3 separate regions of the Sus scrofa genome follow, and regions 1 and 3 are each linked to region 2. The links are chromatin contacts, called in public Hi-C maps. All regions are on one chromosome and are shown on one strand. Each heading gives the region's core, a stretch centred on a gene start, on an enhancer-like site or on the middle of the called end of the contact. The rest is flanking DNA. Distances are from core to core; before and after follow the strand shown.

What was found. Hi-C and Micro-C count contacts between places; a contact is called where the count stands out from the background.
Region 1: a contact with region 2 is called in a Hi-C map of liver, with 7 times the contacts expected there. The contact joins the promoter of RGL1 here to the promoter of EDEM3 in region 2. A contact is called at or near these places in 2 of 47 Hi-C or Micro-C datasets (liver and skeletal muscle).
Region 3: a contact with region 2 is called in a Hi-C map of heart right ventricle, with 4 times the contacts expected there. The contact joins the promoter of SMG7 here to the promoter of EDEM3 in region 2. A contact is called at or near these places in 1 of 5 promoter capture datasets (liver), 1 of 47 Hi-C or Micro-C datasets (heart right ventricle) and 1 of 2 datasets of contacts at active chromatin or transcription factors (alveolar macrophages).

The regions. Positions count from the first base shown.
Region 1 is chr9:124,845,655-124,850,077 of Sscrofa11.1, reverse strand. RGL1 (ral guanine nucleotide dissociation stimulator-like 1) reads right to left here and starts at 1,720. Exons shown (of 19, transcript XM_003357576.5): 1 at 1,306-1,720. ARPC5 (actin related protein 2/3 complex subunit 5) reads left to right here and starts at 2,172. Exons shown (of 4, transcript NM_001134357.1): 1 at 2,172-2,314. The coding sequence starts at 2,172.
Region 2 is chr9:125,981,594-125,985,619 of Sscrofa11.1, reverse strand. It overlaps EDEM3 (ER degradation-enhancing alpha-mannosidase-like protein 3), which reads left to right and starts at 2,547. Exons shown (of 20, transcript XM_021102628.1): 1 at 2,547-2,989. The coding sequence starts at 2,829. LOC110262256 (a long non-coding RNA gene) reads right to left here and starts at 2,506. Exons shown (of 3, transcript XR_002347094.1): 1 at 1,943-2,506; 2 at 1,437-1,520.
Region 3 is chr9:124,694,040-124,698,277 of Sscrofa11.1, reverse strand. It overlaps SMG7 (protein SMG7), which reads right to left and starts at 1,846. Exons shown (of 22, transcript XM_021063792.1): 1 at 636-1,846. The coding sequence starts at 664. NMNAT2 (nicotinamide/nicotinic acid mononucleotide adenylyltransferase 2) reads left to right here and starts at 367. Exons shown (of 14, transcript XM_021063806.1): 1 at 367-803; 2 at 3,660-3,792.

The DNA of each region.
Region 1 (4,423 bases), core at 471-2,970, 1.1 Mb after region 2:
AGTAGAAAATTTTCCTTTGCTGTCTTAAGACATCCCTCAGGTGAGTTTTTAATAGTGTGTTTGTTCATAACTTGAGAGTTAATTTAAATAAATGTCACTTCTTTCACTTAAATGATAATTTTATAGAAGAATATTTTAATTGGGAAAAGAAAAATGCCATATTGCTTCTTCCTCATGAGAAAAAAGGATATACTCCATTCCTGAGTAGCTAGCTCTCTATCTATGCCTACATATATATACATATTGATATAGATACAGATATATACACACATATGTATGCATAGATATCCAACAAAGGTTTGACTTTGAGATCTCTTTCCCTTCTTTCTGATTCATTATTCTCAGTGTAACCCTCAAACTGTACAGCCTTTCACATTTTCTTCATTCATCAATGAATAACTGAGTACCTGAATATATTGAGTACTTTCTGCATGCTTAGATTTATGTCAGGTGTAAAGGAAGATACAAAAGAAATATGACAGTCTCTGCCTTCTAGAATCTTTCCATCTCTCTCAGGGGCAACATAAAACAATTATTTTTAAGTAATTTATAAGACGATTGACCAAATCCATGGTACAGCTAACATGCATCTTATATTTATGCAGAATTTTAGAGGTTCAAAAAAATTCTTGCATCTAATCATCAGAACAATCTTATTAAGTACACATTACTAGCCCCACTTTAGCAATGAGGAACCTGAGATTCAGAATTTTAAGTGGTATGCATCAATCAATAGATTATGAGTGCAAGGAAGAGTCAGGACTCAAGCCAGGGTTCTCTGATTCTAAGCCCAGTACTCTTTTCAATTACAGCACAGGAAACGAACTATTGAGGTTTAACAGGGCAACAGCCAGCCCTCTGCTAGAGGTGGAATTAAACTAGACCTGACAAATGTCCAAAATAATTTTATTCTGCAAATACTTCTACTTCAGTGCTATACACATAGCCCAACAACCATTCCCTCAGTTTTAGTGCTTTTACCTGCTCAATAAGAGCTTTGCTCTCAGAAATGGGGATGTCAAATATAATAAAAAGCTGGCCTAGCGGGATCATATAAATCTTAAACGGCAAAGATAAATTTTAAAGGCTTGGTTTCCACTAATCCTTACACATTTTGTTTTCCCTCGGCGTCAAAAGAGTGTAACTCGCCCCTACTCTTTTCTAACATTCTTGCTCCAAACAACCAGTTATTTTAAGATGTCAATGACTGACCCTACCCCAAATTCCACAGGTTTATCCCAGTCTTGTCACGAGACCCCAGCCCCTGCCCAGACACCTCCCCCTCCTTCCCAAAGGTTATGATACCTAGTTCGGATTCTGCAGGTGCAGTCGAGATGCTGTTACACAGCACTGACAGATAAGATATGACCTTTCGACTCTGTCCTTGGGGACTCCCCGCTGGCCGCACAGCGTAGTTCCAATCGCGAAAAAGAGGCTCCCGGCTCTGGAACGAAGCCACAGTCGGCGTACGGTCTGAAGCGACGTCTCTGACAACTAGAACGATGCTGGGCGACTGGGCGTGCATCACTCCGCCTCATACTCCTGTCAACTGCAGGGGACTTGGTCCGGCAACCAGTCCATCCCACCTCACAGGCAAGTCCGTGCCAGCCGGACCTTACGCAGGACACCGATGGCAGGTCGTTGGCGGCGGCAGTGGCAGCACAAGCCAAGGCCACCCGCCCTCCGAGCCCATCGCCGCCAACCTAAGACCCCCTAGGCTGGACCGCAGAGAAGCGTTTCTATGGAAACCCCCCAGGGATCACGTGACGCACGTGGACGCCCAATCGCCTCTTACCTCTGCCCGCGGCGCCGCTTTCTGCCCTCCCCTGCCCCGCCCCCTCCCGCCCCCGCCTCCTTCACCCAGCCCCGCCCCTTTCCTGCAGCGAGTCCGCACCTGCGCACTGCGTCCAGCGCGCTCCCTCCCTCCTGCGCTCCCGGGCTGGGAGGGGGCCGTGGGGGTGGTGGAGGAGGGTTGGAGGAGAGCGCGTTCCTGAGAAGGAAGAGGCGCCGCCAGCGCGCAGGCCCAGAACCACCCGGGCCGGGGCTGCCGGCCGACGCCTCTGAGCGGAAGAGGGAAGTGAAGGCGGCAGTCTGCGGGTGCCAGCCGGGTTGGGCTTGCTAAGGTAGAGGCAGCACCGAGGGGAGGCCTTGGCCGCCGGTCCGGATCGAGGATGTCGAAGAACACGGTGTCGTCGGCCCGGTTCCGGAAGGTAGACGTGGATGAGTACGACGAGAACAAGTTCGTGGACGAGGAAGACGGGGGCGACGGGCAGGCCGGGCCCGACGAGGGCGAGGTGGACTCCTGCCTGCGGCAATATCCTTCTGTTCGCCGCCCCCCCACCCCACCTGGCCCTTCTTCCGGGACCCGCTGCGGGCAGGGGGTGAGGGGGGCGGGCCCCGGCCGGGAGCCGGGCGCGGAGCTGCTCCCAGTGCCCACGGCTCCACCCGGTCTCTTTGGGGGTCACGGGTTCTCAGAGGGCAGGGGACTCTCCCATTCCTACCGACTCGCCCCGAGACCCCAGGGTCCAGCCCTCGGGAACCTGCCCTTCCGGCGCGCCGTCCACTCCCCGGATTCCTCAGGTTGCGCCAGGAGTTCTCGCCTCCGGGAATTCCGCGGGGCCGGCCGCGCCCTCGCGGCGGTGCAGCTGGTCAGTCGGACTGCTGCGCGGCGCTTAAGTTGTCCTCCCAGAACGGTATTTACCCGGGTCTCATTAGCTCCCGAGTCTGATTGAGAGAACAGGCGTCTTTCTTCAGTGATTTTGTTTTCATCGTGGTAGTGGTTTTGTTTTGGCAGCATTAGGATAGATTCTTTCCTGCCAGCAGAGATGGGGCGGTTTGCAGGGTTGAGGCCCCCTCCGTCCTTCCAGTCCGGGGGCTCTTTTTTAGGAGACAGGGATTTGGCAAAATATAGATTGCACAGAATTTTTTACCTGGGGAAAAGGGAGTGAGTGCAAAACCACCGCAGCTCCCCAGAAAGAATCTGGGAGCTTTTTACCTGTTAAGCAAAGGACAGTAGAAAGAAGACGGGGAATGCATGTGGAGAATCCCTGGAAATATTTAAAATAAACCCCAATGAATAAAATAGAAGAAAATGAATCATTTGCGCAAAACAGAAGCATTTTGTAATCCTGGAATCGTTTCCCTTTTAGTTAAAATGTGTCTGTCAGTTCCTGGGTTTTGGTTTTGCATATTTGAATATTCATGACTTTGAGGGAGTATTGGCATCAGATCTTTTTTAGGAAAATGTAAATGTTACAATAACCAAAGCTGTAGTTTCAAAGATTCTCAATTACTGACCCACTCATTTCTCATTATCCTTGGGTGTATTCATAAGGTAAGGAAGGCTTTTTAGACTCTTTCCGCCTCAGTGTCCTATTAAATTCAACGTGGAAATATATGAGCGAAAATATTTGGTCACAACCACAGCTGGTCTTAGAGGCACCTAAAGTACAGCATTAAACATTTGTCAACATACAGATGTTTCTTTGATTTCTCTGACTTTCACAATCAGCTGTTGCTGTTTTGCATTATTTAAATACTTCAGTGTTTGGGGTCTTATAAGTGAACCAGTCTGCAGAAGGCGTGCTTCTCTAGAAGTCCATTAAGCCTTGAAAATAACAGTCTACCAACAACCATAGTTTTTTTGGTCAGACCTTTTCCTTCAGAATATAAATGATGTCTGTCTAAAAACATTCTTTGTGATGAAAAAATGATGTTTCATGAGACTAACATTTTAGATAACGATGATGACTCTTAAATGGTACTGCTGTATCCACAGAGTGGATCTGCTTTTTAAATCAGTTCATCTTAAAATGTAAAGATGCTGTCTTACTGTCTCTTCTACTCTTGTTACAAGAAGAGACAAGCCCTATCAGGCACCACAGATGGAGGAACAAGAGAACTCTGTGGTTTTCCTTTTAGGGAAATAACTGTACATTCTGACAGTCTGATTGGCCTTCTGTTTCTCATACTTGCTAACTCACTGGTGCTTTCAAGTGAGACTAAATGTAATAGGTGTGGCCTAAGGTAGTTTGAATGACCTTTATGAACTGTGAGAGCAAACATCCAAAAGAGAAAAATTAAGCTGACACCTAAGGGTCATTGAATTGCTATATCTTCTTATGATGCCTCTTGTCATCAGTATTGGGAGATTGCTAATGTATATCATTCAGATTGCTAGAGTGATCTGCCAGCACGTTCTGTTAGCATTTCATTATATAGAATATAATTCTAGTTAAAGTTTGGTCTTTATTTTTCCAGTTAGAGTCACATAAAAGGACATATTTTGGCTGAGGATAGGATGTTTCATTTGGGGGCCAAATAATTCTGGTATATATTTTAGAATTTTAAAAATGATCACTACATAATGGTTTGCACATGTGTCTTCCTGGCAAATGGAAGATTATCCAGGTGTTCAATTAAT
Region 2 (4,026 bases), core at 1,298-3,797:
TGCTTATTAAGTCAACTATGAATATGTTTTTTGCTCTCATTACACACTTTAAAATGCAATGTTAGCTGGAAAACAAATAAGCTACGGGAAATATCCCCAGACAATGCTACACACTAAAAGCCAGTAATTTTCTTAAAGACATTGTTTCTCAATGATAGTTACTAGTCAATTTTGATTTCTTATAAAGGCTTGGAGCATCAGGAAGGCAAAGAAAATTGAATTATTGCCAATAATTCACTACAAATAATTGACCACATTTCAATATAGCTGAAGGTCACTGACTATTTTTCTGTTTTCTTTGTTCCTAGTTTTCAAATACTGAATGACTGGTGTTGACCTTTAGCTGGCCATGTTCTCTGTGCCAGAGCCAAGAACAATCCACAGGTATTATTGACTTAGTGACTTAAAGCTGCCAAAGAGGATCCGGGATGGAACCAACATAGGGATGCAGGTCTGTAAAAAGGATAAAATTAAACATTGTACAGAAGTGGCCTTGTGCTTTCACAGCCTCCACATTAGTAGATAAAAACCATCTTATTTCTACTTTATAGACACGAAACTGAAGGAATAAGGAAACAAGTATATCCAGCATTTATTATTTTTAACAGAAGCACAGTGATGAGTTTTGGAACATACAGAGAAATAAGCTAAAGTCAATACCCTCCAAGCAGTCACAAACTAGTGGACAGGGCTGACTGTGAAAAACACAATAATAAAGACACACAATACAATAGGAGGATGACGTCTAATAGCTGGAAGGTTTTGGAAGGATTCCTCGGAGATGGAATCTGAGTCAGACGTCATGGGTAGTGAGTATTCTACAGAAAAAGTGGGATAGCAGAGGGAATAGTGAGCAAAGGCACCGAAAAGGATTTACCATGAGAACCTGTGAGTTTTCCCACAGGATTTCAGAGCAGGGCAGGGGTAGAAGGGATATAATGTGTTCAAGGGGTTTGTAGATGTCCTCAAATGCCAACTCTAGTAGCAATGCAGAGAAAAGTTAGGGAGGCAGGGAAATAATTTAGGAGGCCATCGTGATAGTTCAGGAAAGAGGTAATGGAGGCTTAAACTAAGCAGTAGAAAGAAAGAAAGTGATAGCAGAAGTAGAATCTATCTAACTGGCAAGTGACTGGGCACAGACCGTGGAGGAGCAGGATGCGTTGAAGATGATACTGACATTAATTTGAATCAGTGAACACATGACTTTTGAGCTTACTCTTGGGAATTTCTATTAGGGAGGAGGAAAAGTGGGTCTAGAAATCAGGATGTATATCAACCACAGGGATATGATGCTTGAATCCATATAAGTGGAAGAAATCACCACGGAATAGAGTACAAAGAAAAAAACGCACACACATAAACACTTTAAAATGCAGGAAGCACCTGCATTTTAAGGCAAAGAGGGGGCATGAAGGCGGAGGATTCATTGATCTCACCTGAATGGTCCGTCTGAGAGGAAAGCAGATGATGCAAGGTGATAGAAATCAAGGAAGAAACTTTCCAGAAAGGCAGCTCAGCTGCTGAGGGCACGAGGAGAAAGCAATTTCCTGTGGTCATAGAGGTCAAATCCAAGCTCCTAAACTCCACACCTACCCACTCAATTACCACGTGTGAAAAACGATGTGTATTTTCAAGAGGAACCTAATTCTCATTTTACCAATGTGAATCGGTGGGAATGGGTGATCAAAATAAATTGCAATTTCCAATCTTTATTAAACGTTCTTTGCAGCTCACACTATTTTCCTTACATTGAGCTTTTAAGATAACTATTATTAAGCAAGTGCGAGGCCTCCCCTGCCCTCCTTCATTTCACCCTTGTGGTTACATGCGAGGACTTCTGAGTCACAGAAGCTGGTTGGAATCTAACCCAGCAGATGAGGCTTGTAACCTAAGTTCTCCGACCTCAGCTTCCTCGTTTGCAAAATGGGACCGGGGTACTTACCAATTAAAGTTGCCAAGAGTACATGAGCGATTACAAGGAAAACTCTCAGCACACTGCCGTCAAAGGCTCGATTCATTTTTGCCTTTAACGTTTTGCAATCTCGGTGAGGGCAGAGGACAACTCCAAAAGCGTATGCATTTAGGGACTACTATTCCTTATGGCGTGCAGCACGGACCTGAGGCCATGTGAGCCTCATCTAGCCGGCACTCACGGAAATGTATTTGCAGGAAAAAGGCTAAAGAGCTGACAGGTTCCTGGGAACTATGCAACCCACAAAGGGAGGGCTGGTGCAAGACGCCAGGGAAAGCCAGATCGCAGGAACCGCCCGTGCCCCTCGGAGAACCACATGTCCCAGGGTGCAGCGCGCCCACCCCGGAATTTTAGCCCGGCGGATCCAACTGCGAGAGCTCCGAGGAGGGAGCAGTGCACGCTGGGACCGGTAGTTTTCAGGTCTCAAGTTCACGGGTCGGAGGACGGCCGAGGCTAGAGGTCCCTCCCCAGTCCCGCCTTTTGTCCACGTCTCACTTCTGCTGGCCAATACCCTCTCCTGTCCCCGGAGCCAGCCCCTCTCTGATCCGGTCCCCATTGGTCCTGAGGCTCAGCGTCTGGGGCCCTACCCGGAAGTCGCGTCGGGGGAGGTGGTTTCCTAGACTACGACACCGGAAAGCTGGGGGAGGCGCTCTGGGCCGCTGAGGGCGGAGGGCGGTGGCAGCGCTGGCGCTGGGGACCGGCTCGGTGGCTTCGGGAAACCGTTCGGCGACGGCGACCGCTCGCGTTCCTCCGCATCCCGCCCTCCGCACGGCTCGCAGCCCCTTTGCCACCGGCGTCCAGCAATGTGTCCCACCGGCCGGGCGTAGCAGCTGCGCGTGCGCGGAACCGCGGGGCCATGAGCGGAGCCGGCGGCGGCAGGGGCTGTGGGTCTCGGGTCCCCCAGCGAGCGCCATGGAACCTGGTGGCGGCGACGGCCGCGCTCTGTCTGGTGTCAGCCACATCCGTGTGGACGGCGGGGGCCGCGCCCATGAGCAGGGAGGAGAAACAGAGGCTTGGGTAAGGGCGCTTGGCAGCCTGGGGTGGGTTTCCTCGTGAGGCTGACCACAGGTTAGGTGCCTGTCATTGCGACCTGGGCGCGCAGTGGCCTCTCCTGTCGCGATGGGGACGGCTGTTGCCTCGAGAGGACCCTGGCGGGGTGGACAGGGTGCAGGAAGGACGGGGCCACCGCCCGCGATGCGATCTCGAGGGGACTCTCGGGGTGTCTCTGGGGCCGTCGGTGACATGTGCAAGCTCCTTGAGGCCAGCCGCGGTGTGTCAAGGCGGCTGCCATGTCAGTGGCAGGTGAAGGGGGCTGCAGCGTGTCCCTGCGCGTGAGAATTCTGCGGGTTGTCTTTCATCAGGGACGTGGTGAGATTTCTCGCATAAGTGAGCTCCCAGCTGGGAAAATGTTGCTGATCCCACAGTAGTTAAGGAAATCATGTTTACACCTGCTGTGGAAAAGGGGGTATTCATTGGAACCTGAACTTTAAACACTTTACCATTTCCTTGTGGTGTTTTCTTGTTTTGCACTTTCCTAATAGGATAGTATTTGATGGCAATATTTAAAAGACCTAATTAACTATGCTTTTTTATTCAAAGTAGTTTTAATAGGTTTTTTTGTTTGTTTTTTTAGGGCCGCACCCGCCGGCATATGGAGGTTCCCAGGCTAGGGGTCGAATTGGAGCTGTAGCTGCAGGCCTCTGCCACAGCCACAGCAATGCGCCAGATCCGAGCCACATCTAGGACCTACACCACAGCTCACCAGCAATGTGGATCCTTAACCCACTGAGCAAGGCCAGGGATCAAACCTGTGTCCTCATGGATACTACTCAGATTCGTTTCCACTGAGCCACATCAGGATCTCCATATTAGTCTTGAAAGCCGTAAATCTTCAGTTATCTGTACAGCATTGAACCCAGAGTCACTATCCCTAATGTACAATAGGTCCCACAAACAAATAAGGAATAAGCCAAGAACCAGTAGAAAATGGGCAAAGGGTGTTTAGAATTAATTCACACAAGAGGAGATACAGATGGTCAGTAAACATGAAGTTA
Region 3 (4,238 bases), core at 597-3,096, 1.3 Mb after region 2:
CCTCTTTCCTCACTTCCTCATCCATTCCCCTTCTTTACGCCTCCAACCCCCCACCCGCCAACTAACTACAGATGACATTATTCCTCCGTATTTCCAACCCCAGAATGAAGAACAAACTCCAGCTTCCTGCGGTCTCTCGCTCCACTAGTCCTTCCTTCCCAGCCCCCTACTCACCCCAGGTGTGCAGACTTCCACCTCGTCTTCTCCCCATGCATCGCTCTAGCCAATCCCACACCACACCAGGTTTCTCCGCCACCCGCATCAGACTCCTCCACACCCACCTTCACTCGGGGTCGCGGCCGCCTCTGGGAGCGCCTCTCCCCACCCCTCGCCTGCGAGCCCGCGACCCGGGGCGCGCGCACACACACGTTCTCACGCTTTCCTAACCTCCCTCCCCGCACCGAGAGGAGCCGGCTTCGCTGGAACTCAGGCCGGCCCGTGGGGGCTAGGCACCCATGTGTGTGCCCGCTCCGCCCCCTCCCGCAGAGCCTCTCGCAGCCCCCGCCTCTCCGTCGGAGAACGAGAGGACACAGCAACTCCCCCGCCACCCCGGACATACCACCTCTGTGTCTGTTGCTCCATGCCCGAACCTTCGGTCCGCTCCCCTCTACGTACGGGCCGTCCTCGGCACTCACCGGAGATACTGCGCGCTCTGCAGGCTCATCCTCCGCCGCCCGCGTCTTCCCGCGAAGCCTCTGTGGGTCTCTCAGGCTCCTCGGAGCGGCCCCGCGGCACCGCGGGTGCTGGCGGCCGCCGCCATCTTCCTCTCCTCCGGCTCCTCCTCGCTCGGCGGGGGGGTGGGGGTGAGTGAGGCGAGGGGGAGGGAGCGGGGAAAGCTGCTCTCGCTGCTGCTCCGGCCCGTGGGGCGCAGGGACACTCCGACCCGGGAGGGGGAGGGGGAGGGAGGAGGGATGGGGGCGGGGGAAAGAGGAGGGAGAAGTAGAGGAAGGAAGTGTGGGGGTCTCTCTCGCGAGATTTCAGCGGCGCCGGTCCCTCCTGGCGATTTCCGCCTTTCGGTAGCGCTCCCTCTTGGGATCTGTTAGCTCGGCTGCACCTGCGCGGCTGCTGAGTAGCCCGCTGGAGACGCTCGGCGGCTTCCGGCCAATCCACCCCTCTCCTCCCGCGCGAGGGGGCAACCCCACCCTCACCGGGAACATTGAGCCCAAATCAACTGGGAGTTACACTGAAAGTCTTCCCCCGTCTTTCCACTCCACCCAATTTCTAGCTTCCTTTTTCCACCCCTCCACTCTTCCGTACCGGAAACGCCTCCCCTTCCTCGTACAGTTCCGGCCGCCAGTCCCTCGTTTCTGATCTGCCCTCGAGCCCTAGAGTGACGCTAAAGGACCCCCCTCCTTTTTTTCTGCGGCCCCTCCCCCTTCACGCTGGGAGACTGTTGGAGGGGATAGGGTGGAGCCCCAGGGAAGAAAAGAAACCAATCGGATTGGATAAGCAGCTGCCAAGGCAACTGAAGGCTGCAGTTGTATTGTCATAGTAACCAATTTGTGCGCACCGAGTGACCCTCCCTTGGCGAGTGGATTCCCGGAGAAGTGCCCAGGGTTCCCCCTTGGCTTCCCTTCCATCCAAAGGCTTCCCCTCAGGTTGGGAATACGGGTAGTTCTCTTGGGGAGTGAAGTTCATTTCCTCCTCCCTTTCCCTTTCCCGCAGCGATGGGGGAGACCCCGAGGCATTCACCATGGGCTTTTCCACCCGCCTACGGGCGGAAACCACCTCCATAGTTTTCCTCTCCGTGCGAGGTGTGCGGAGGGCCGGGCCTGCGAGGACGATGCGGAGCCTGCAGGCTGGTGGGCGGCGGGCTGGAGCTGGTAGGGCGGAACGGTGGCGCTTGGCAGCTAGGCGGGCGAGGGGTTTCCCCACAACTGCCTCGGGCTCTGGGAGGCGGGATCCCGCCTGGACGGGGTCCCTGAGGGAGGAGAACGGCACACGACTGCCGAGATCCCTCTTCTGCCGACAGAGACGTCCGACTTTCCCCGGCGGGTCGACCCCTTACAGAAATCCCCCAAACCCCACCCCACACACAGCCTCGGTGACCGAATCTTCTCAGAGTTCCCCTCGTGGCCTTCCCGAGCCACCTCCTGCCGCAAGGAGGCCAGAGTGAAAGTGGAAACACATCCTGGAAGGCTAACAAGTGGTCTTTAGAGCTGGGGATGTGGTGAGACGCTGATGACAGCCCTCTCTCTCAGAGGATGATTCCCCAGTGGGGGTCCCCCTTAATGATCAAAAGCCGACCTCCAAGTTCCTTTCTCCTCTACAAACTTCCGGTTCTCTCAGGGTATTTTAGGATTTTGTCATTTTGTATCTTTTGGGTTGGAGAGGAGGCGTTGGGTAAAATAGTATCAAGAAAAACTTAGATACTGGTGCAAAGTTCCAATGACAGGCTTCTAGGAAAAGGATTTTCATTCTTTGAACAAATGGTTTTGAATGATTATTATGTGTGTTTTGTCTCCAAAAGGCAGACTAAAGAATGGGATCAATGATAATAGAGTGTCCAAGATGTAGCTGGAGAAGTGGTCATCTAATGGTTTGAAAGGATTATTTGACATTTTTTCGATTTGTATTGTGGAGTCATTTAAATAGCTATCCCAAAGTACTTTAGGCTATGTAATCATATAAACCTCTCCAGGAATACAGCTCTCATTGAATAGTTGAAATCGGAATTTTTAAAGGGCCATTTTGGTTTCGGTTTGGTTGAGGTACCTGATTTCTGCTGTCTTTTGTGCTAGGTGAGAAGGCGCTTTCCTGATCCTTCCCTGAAACTGCACCTGTTAAAAGGCCCGACCGATGTCTGTCTATGTGTAAATTTGGAGGAAATGAAAATACCAGATACTTTGAAATAAATCCCAAGGACATTATAATTAATGAAATAGAAACTGAACTCTGCCCGGAGTGCTTCAAGCACCTTCTGTGATGCAGTGTGACACGCATTGATTGCAGCTGTACAATGCCTCCTTATCCCTGCCACCCACTCAGAGGAAAGAGAGCCACCTAGTGAAAGGTTGTTCTCATCTCTGGTTAGGGTCCAGCTTTTCCTTTAAACCTGTGAGCCCAAGGATGGAGATTAATGCTATCTAAAACTACCTAAAATACCCTGCATTTCCTTCCTGAAATTTATTGGTTAGATTTTTTTTTTCTTTTTTTTAGGGTCTCACCTGTGGCACATGGAAGTTCCCAGGCTAGGGGTTGAATCAGAGCTGCAGCTGCCGGCCTACACCACAGCAATGAGGGATCCAGGCTGCATCTGTGACCTACACCACGTCTCACAGCAACGCTGGATCCTTAACCCACTTGAGTGAGGCCAGGGATCAAACCCAAGTCCTCATGGATACTAGTCGGGTTCATTAATGCTGAGCCACAACAGAAACTTCTGTACTGGTTATATTTTTAAAAAGATCTTAGCCAGAATAAAAATTTTATGTTATGTAAAATAATCACCCCCTTGGCAGTCATAACATCCTTTATATCAGGCTTTTATCTCCTGTCAACAGTATATGAGCACAAATCATGAGATTACTGACAAGCAATATAGGAAAATATTACTGTCTTTTCATTTTGGAAATAAAGAAACTGGGATCAGAAAAATGAATCCTTTTATTGTTTAGTGTTATTCAATAGACATTTACTGAGCACTCATTGTGTTTCAGTCACTGTCCAGGTTACTACACATACCACCATGGAGGAGACATGGTCCCTGTCTTGGAGGAATGCACCTTTTGGCAGAGATGCCAGAGAATAAAGAATTGATTAGGATCCAGTATGAAGGGTGTGGCAATTAAGGTAAGAATAGAGTGCTTTAGGTATGCAGATGAAGGTGAAACATAGAAATAAATCTCTGTATTATATAGCAGTTTTCCTAAGAATCTTATAAGATTCTTCAATACCTTTAGTGTCCCTGCAAACTAGATAGAATAGTAACATCTGCATTTTATAGATTATAAAACAGTGATGCCCATCTTGAAAATAACTTTTAAAAATCAATAGGACACAGAAAAATTATGACCCAAATTTGCATACTGCTTAATTCATATTTTACAATCTCAGGTCTTTCTACTGGCCCCCATCAATAGATTTGTAGAATGTAAGCATCTGTCTACAGTATTGTTCATTTTTTTCCCCTGCAGATATAGATTACACCTCCACCAAAAGAAATTATATATGAGAAGCTGTTTCATTTCGTTTAATCCTATCTGATCTTAAGTTTTTCAATTTATGCCTAAATGATT